Linked DNA regions of Drosophila melanogaster: region 2 is linked to region 1. The links are chromatin contacts, called in public Hi-C maps. All regions are on one chromosome and are shown on one strand. The core of a region is the stretch at or near the end of the contact, and the rest is flanking DNA. Distances in the headings are between cores, read along the strand shown.

Evidence for each region. Hi-C and Micro-C count contacts between places; a contact is called where the count stands out from the background.
Region 2: a contact with region 1 is called in a Hi-C map of the OSC cell line, with 2.3 times the contacts expected there. The contact joins the promoter of Fic here to the promoter of Pez in region 1. A contact is called at or near these places in 17 of 107 Hi-C or Micro-C datasets (the Clone 8 cell line, the Kc167 cell line, the OSC cell line and 4 more).

What each region holds. Positions count from the first base shown.
Region 1 is chr2L:6,337,215-6,340,224 of dm6, reverse strand. Pez (Pez,) reads left to right here and starts at 1,554. Exons shown (of 8, transcript NM_001273198.1): 1 at 1,554-1,577; 2 at 1,732-2,167; 3 at 2,954-3,010. The coding sequence starts at 2,083. It overlaps Cpr (Cytochrome P450 reductase), which reads right to left and starts at 1,389. Exons shown (of 7, transcript NM_057810.4): 1 at 1,100-1,389.
Region 2 is chr2L:6,422,999-6,425,765 of dm6, reverse strand. It overlaps Fic (Fic domain-containing protein), which reads right to left and starts at 1,430. Exons shown (of 3, transcript NM_135182.2): 1 at 360-1,430; 2 at 97-300; 3 at 1-37. The coding sequence starts at 1,240. It overlaps Tig (Tiggrin), which reads left to right and starts at 2,456. Exons shown (of 6, transcript NM_001298741.1): 1 at 2,456-2,638.

The DNA of each region.
Region 1 (3,010 bases), core at 305-2,804:
TAATGGGGTGTCATAACATATAATATAATATATTTATTTAGTTTGTCTTTGAACTTGAATTTCAGAGAACTAATTTTTATCCATAAAAGTTCTTAGGAAGTGTACAACAATGTACAATTTTTATATTTTAACTGATTTATATATATGTAAATATGTATGTACGTACATACCTAGACTTGCAGTATCTCCTACTAAGTTCTTAGTTCTTTCAAAATGGAACGATTTTACAGAGTTCAGTTATACAAGGCAGCAAGAGTATACACACTTCGGCTTTTCGAACTAAGCCACTTTCAATTTCGTTGTAGTAAATTTTGATACTAGGATTTTGTTTACATCGTCATTAATGTGTGTGTGTTTAATTAGCATAAAACAATATATCGGTTGGCTTTTTTCACAAATTGTTTTTAATAAATTGGAAACTAAATGCAACGCCAACTCCAATTGGAAAATGTGTAAAGTTGGTGTACTTAGGATTTTCAAATGTTGATTTTTTGAATAAGGAAAGGCAGGTTAACGGAAATTAAGAACATAGCTTCGTCGCTCATATCGAGTGCTTACTGTACGGGAAGCAGACAGTCGACAGCTGTTCTCAGCGGAGAGCCACGAGCAGAAAAGTAACTTGATGGCCGATTGGCGACCCGAGTCGCGTTTTTGGTTATGCAATTCGGCCTACGACTCGGTTTGAGACGTGAAAGGCGGCGATACAGCGTGCAAATAGCGCAAATTAATAACAGAAGTGAATTAAATTAAATTACACGCAGCGCGGACGGAGTGAGCGAGAGCGCACTATCGCACGGGCGGCGGCGAGGCTGTGCGAGAGCGAGAGGGAGAGGGAGACTGGGCGAGCGCAGCAACAGGTACTGAACTTTAAACTCGCTCGCAGGGCTCTTCTGTGTGTGTGTGTGTGTGTGAGCGAGCGAGTGAGCGATACGGTTGCTCCATCATCTGTCCTCGTCGCTGCAACCTTGACCGCCAATGCAGCGCTCGAAATATCTAAGCAGCAAATTAATTATGGACTGGATTTCGATTTTGGTAATCGGGTTTTGCTTTTTGGATTTCGACAGTGCGTGGCCTTGTGATTCGGCTCCTCGAAACTCACCGATCGCGATCTCCGACTGCGCTGCTCCTAATCCTCTGTAGATAGACGACGATCGGTGGATGTGGATGTGGATTTGTGCCCCGTCTCTGGTGCTCTTCCTGTTGCAGCCCCTCTCAGCAGCTTGGCAGACGTCAAAGCCCTTGATTTAAATTCGCTTTATTCAGTTACGCAGCGGGGCGAAGCCACGATCTTAATTTTAATTCGCTTTATTCGATAAAACGTTGACGGAGGGCGGCAAGTGCAAAGGGGAAGTGACGACTACCACGGCAGCAGCAGTACTAAATTACTGAATTCCAGAGGGACCGTCGTCGAATCGCGGTGTGGATTTCTCAGTTGCGCGCACTTTCCAGCACTGGAGTTGGAACGGATAACAGAGCTATGCCAGCACGCCACCTATGTGTCCAGTAGCTCTGTTAAGTTTGATATTTTACTGTTCGCTAGAAACCGTTATTCTCTTGCTGTGTACAACGAAGTATTCGTGTGTATCAGTGGTTTTAATATCTTTAGGAATTTTATTTAATCACTGCTGACTGCATTGTTATATATTTTAAAATATAAACTGTTTTGTTTCAGTTACATATTTCTTGGTTGCACTTGTTTTCTTTAACAGAACTAAACCTATTTTCTTGCAGCCCACTGCGCAAAGACATACCGATAGTCAATGCCGCCTATCGATCCATTCGATGCCAGCCACCGAGATACTCAGTCAGCACCTGCGTATCGATATCAGCACTTCGGTCTCTTCGTTTTATTTCTCGTGAATTCCTTTATTTATTGTCGTTAACTGCCCAATTACTATCTTTAACTTTACTTAACCAATACGCGCAGTGCTCTGGTTTGCGTGTCTAATCAGCTGATTCAAATCGGCTAATTCCAATTGAGCAATTTACTCCCCCAAAAAAAACCTGTGGTGTCGATGGTGCTGCCGTTTTAGCCACTTTTGTGAGCCCAGCGGAGCCCCGGTGGAGCAAAATAGTCGAAAAATGCCATTGAAATTCTTGAAAAAGTGTCGCCAGTACAATGTTACGTCCAAGAGTTTGTTTGTTATATCAGTGCATCACCTGCTGGGTGAGTAAGCCCCACATTCCTAGAGGCGCTACGCCCCCCACAACAACAACAGCGACAGCAACGACAACAACAACAACAGCAATAGCAACAGTGGAGACGAGACAATAGAAACAACAAGAAATCGGTGACAAAGCCACAACTTAACAGCTGCCGTCTGCCATTGCAATTGGGATTATTTAATTGGGAATGTGCACAACGATTGTCATGCGGCGCCCACTTCCAGTTTAGCTGGAATTCGCCTTCCAAGGCACAGACCACAAAAATGCCTTCACTTGTTGCATTCTAGTTAACAGTCGCTGAGTTAACAGAGGCGCACAGGACACATAACAGCGACCGTTAATTCTAAAACTAACAGACTGCCTATGAGAACTTCCTAACTTTGCGTACTTCACATTTTGTATATTATTTACTCTCGATTTTGGGCTAAACAAAAGCATGTTTTGTAGTTCTTATACACTTAACCGAATGTACTTATTTGGCAAGCGAACTGAAGACCTTGACTCAATTAAAACCACCCAAATTTCTCCAACCATCAGAAAGGTTTTAGACATTAGGCCTACGTTTCGTTAGTTAGGAAATACGACAGATGAGAGAAGCCAATTGAGCGGCGCCGCCACAATTTCCGTCCATAAAACGTATAAGGTCTCGAAAGAGATTATAAACTTTATTTGCATATTTGCGCGTGCGACGGGCAGGGCCAAATTGTTGTTGTGCGGCGAATTTAGAGTGCTTGGAGCGACTTAGGCCGATGTTTGAAGCACGTTTTCACTCTTACCTACATTGCAGACACATCCAGCACAGTGGACTGCACGATCAGCTCGGAGAGCAAGGGACAGGAGTGCC
Region 2 (2,767 bases), core at 181-2,680, 86 kb before region 1:
AATATGGACCAACTTGTAGTGTGCAAGGGCTGCATAGCTGAAAGTAGGTAGTAAGCTTAAGGATTATTCCTTCTGGGCCAGCTGTTTAATACTCACTTGACAGGATGCAGTGTGCTACTGTGCTCCGAGTTTAGCCACCGTTCGAAACGCTGCATTAGCAGCGCGAGATCGCCGGGACCTGGCGGTATGTGACCTCCAACATACACCTGGTTACGTCGGAACTCGCCCCCTTCAATTGGGTCCACATGCCCCAGAACTCTGCGATGCAGCTCGAGGATGTCCTTAATAGTGATATCGATTCTGTGAACAATTCAGATAGATTGTTTCATACTGCCTAGCTATATCCAATTTCAACTTACTTTTGCACCAGACTAGCGTTTATGTACTTCATAGCCAGATCCATGCCCAAGATCTCGTTGTGCTCGTCAATGGATTTGCCGTCTACGGCCATGCGGGTCTCTAGGATAGACCTCGTCTGTGCCAGCGTCATGGTGTTGCCCTCAATGCCTACTGAGTGGTAAATGTGCTGGAAGTAGGCTTCTTTCTTTGCCCGTCGCAGGGCTCCGTTGGACTCGTGAATGGCGGAGAGGGCGTCTCGTTTGGAGTCCAGCGATTCCAGGCGGCGTTCGTCCAGACTCTGCACCACGTCTGCCGTGCGCTGACGGTTGGCTAGTGCCTCGGAGTTGCTCGGGCTGATGGTCAGAGCCTGAAAGTAGTACTGATCCGCCAGCACAATGTTGCGCTGGTTGTGCTCAAGGAACTCGCCGTAGCGCAGTAGGACTTCCGGGTGTCGGGGCGCTAGAGCGAGAGCATGTTCGAATAGACGCGCCGCCTTGTCATCCTTCCCCGCCAGGTACAAGTCCTGGGCCATTCGCAGTGCCCCCAGCGCCTCCTTGATGTTCGTCTGCTCCGCCTCCGTGTAGCTGGCGCCGACACTGTCGCTGACGCTCTTGTCGTAGAATTCTTTGAAGGCATTTAGCTCCTCCACGGAGTACAGTGCGAACTCGTCACGCGTCTGCAAGTAGTGGGCGGTCGGCAGATGATGGAGCTGCCGCAGTTTCCAGACCAGATTCGTTGAGCTTAGGGCATGAAACGTCCAGGCCGCCAGGCTGCCAGCGACGAAGATCAGTACAAAGCGATAGAGGCGGGCAGGCTTCGGATTTTGTGCCTTACAGAGAGGCGGATTCTCTTGATCTTGCTGCTGAGCAGGTGGACTCGGTTGTTCTGCTTCCGTGCCCATGGCCAATGCTTTAGGTTCCTTTGTGTTTCACGCGAATTTTGAATACTTGACACGCCAGGTACATGTTACGTTGAGTCCAAACGCTGGAAGACGTGTGGCCAAAATTATTGTTTATCTGCAATATTGCAGTCGTTGCGGTCTGACTTCTAGCACCACGTACTTGCTTCTTCTTCTTCTTTTCTACGTGTGACCGTTTCTGATATAAATCGCAACGACATCCACATGTTCCACAGCGGAACGGTGGACTTGGGAACATAGTGGATGTTATTTTGAATTCAAATTTTAAAACAAAAACCAATAAGTCTCGAAATTGTCTGCAATCTATCAAATTATAGAAATATGTTTAGTGTTTAAGACTCGCAAAAAGATATATTATTTTGTTTCACTTTCTAAGACAGATTATTATTAGCTTGTTCGCAATAATACAATATGTATTTAATACTCATTTAACTTCGCTCACAAATTAAAACGAAATATATTTGAAATGGGTGAATAATGCAAAATCGACATGAAAAGAGCTTATTAAAAAATGCCCTCTTGTTTTTTTTTTTCAACTATGATATGAAGTTCTGCAAAGCACAGTTGTACTTCTACCTCTCATTCGTAGAAACCATTCTTGTTCTTCGGCTGGGGAAGCCCACCAAATCCGTCAAGTCATTGCGGTCGAATTTCCAAACAATTCAATAAACAGTAACATTCTAATCAGCAGACAGAACGGATATATGGCAGATACCCGAGTCTTGCCGATTTGGACTGAAATAGAGCCTAAGGTCACCAGATTTGCATATTTCTACCTAACTGCCTTGAATCACTTGGAGTACCCAAATCCGTGTTCTCCCCTCGAGTCGTGTAAAGAGCACCTCATGAGATCACGCATTTGCTGGCTATTTCGATCTAATGCGATCGGATGCAGGCGAAATAAAAGTGCTCGGAGAGCAAATGACCGACCGACCGGCTCGTGAATCATGTGTATGTATGAGGTCATGGCGAGATTCATTCATTAATTCCACTCGACTTGAGCGATGACGTAGTAATCGATTCTTCTTCTGATATTAACCATTAATGTGGAACCGGTGGGTCCATACCCGTAGATTATGTCGTACCCGTGATGATAACCCGACTCATATGTTCTCGACTGCTGATAATGCTGCTCCGCATAACGCAGCCTCTCGCGCCAAGCGATCTTTCCATAAAAGCTTCGTGCTGGGAATTCAGCTGTCAGTTGCTGTTCGACAGCGCCACAGGGCGCAGCGGTTTCATCTCGACTCGGAAAGATTTCGGTAGTGCCAGTGATTGGGGTTCAACCCACATAGTGTCCTGAATCCCATCCAATCAATTGATAATTGTGTTAAGTACTCAAAGTGTTAATTGAGTTTCCGCTGAAAAGTGATAAGAACTGTAAGTCATTACAGCAGCATAATTTGTCTGTTTACTAGCGATACGTTCGTTAGTTCGGAATAGAAAGAACTTGGGAAAATATTTAAAAATAAATAGCGACAGCCTGCAGGGGCCCAAGAAATGTGTTCC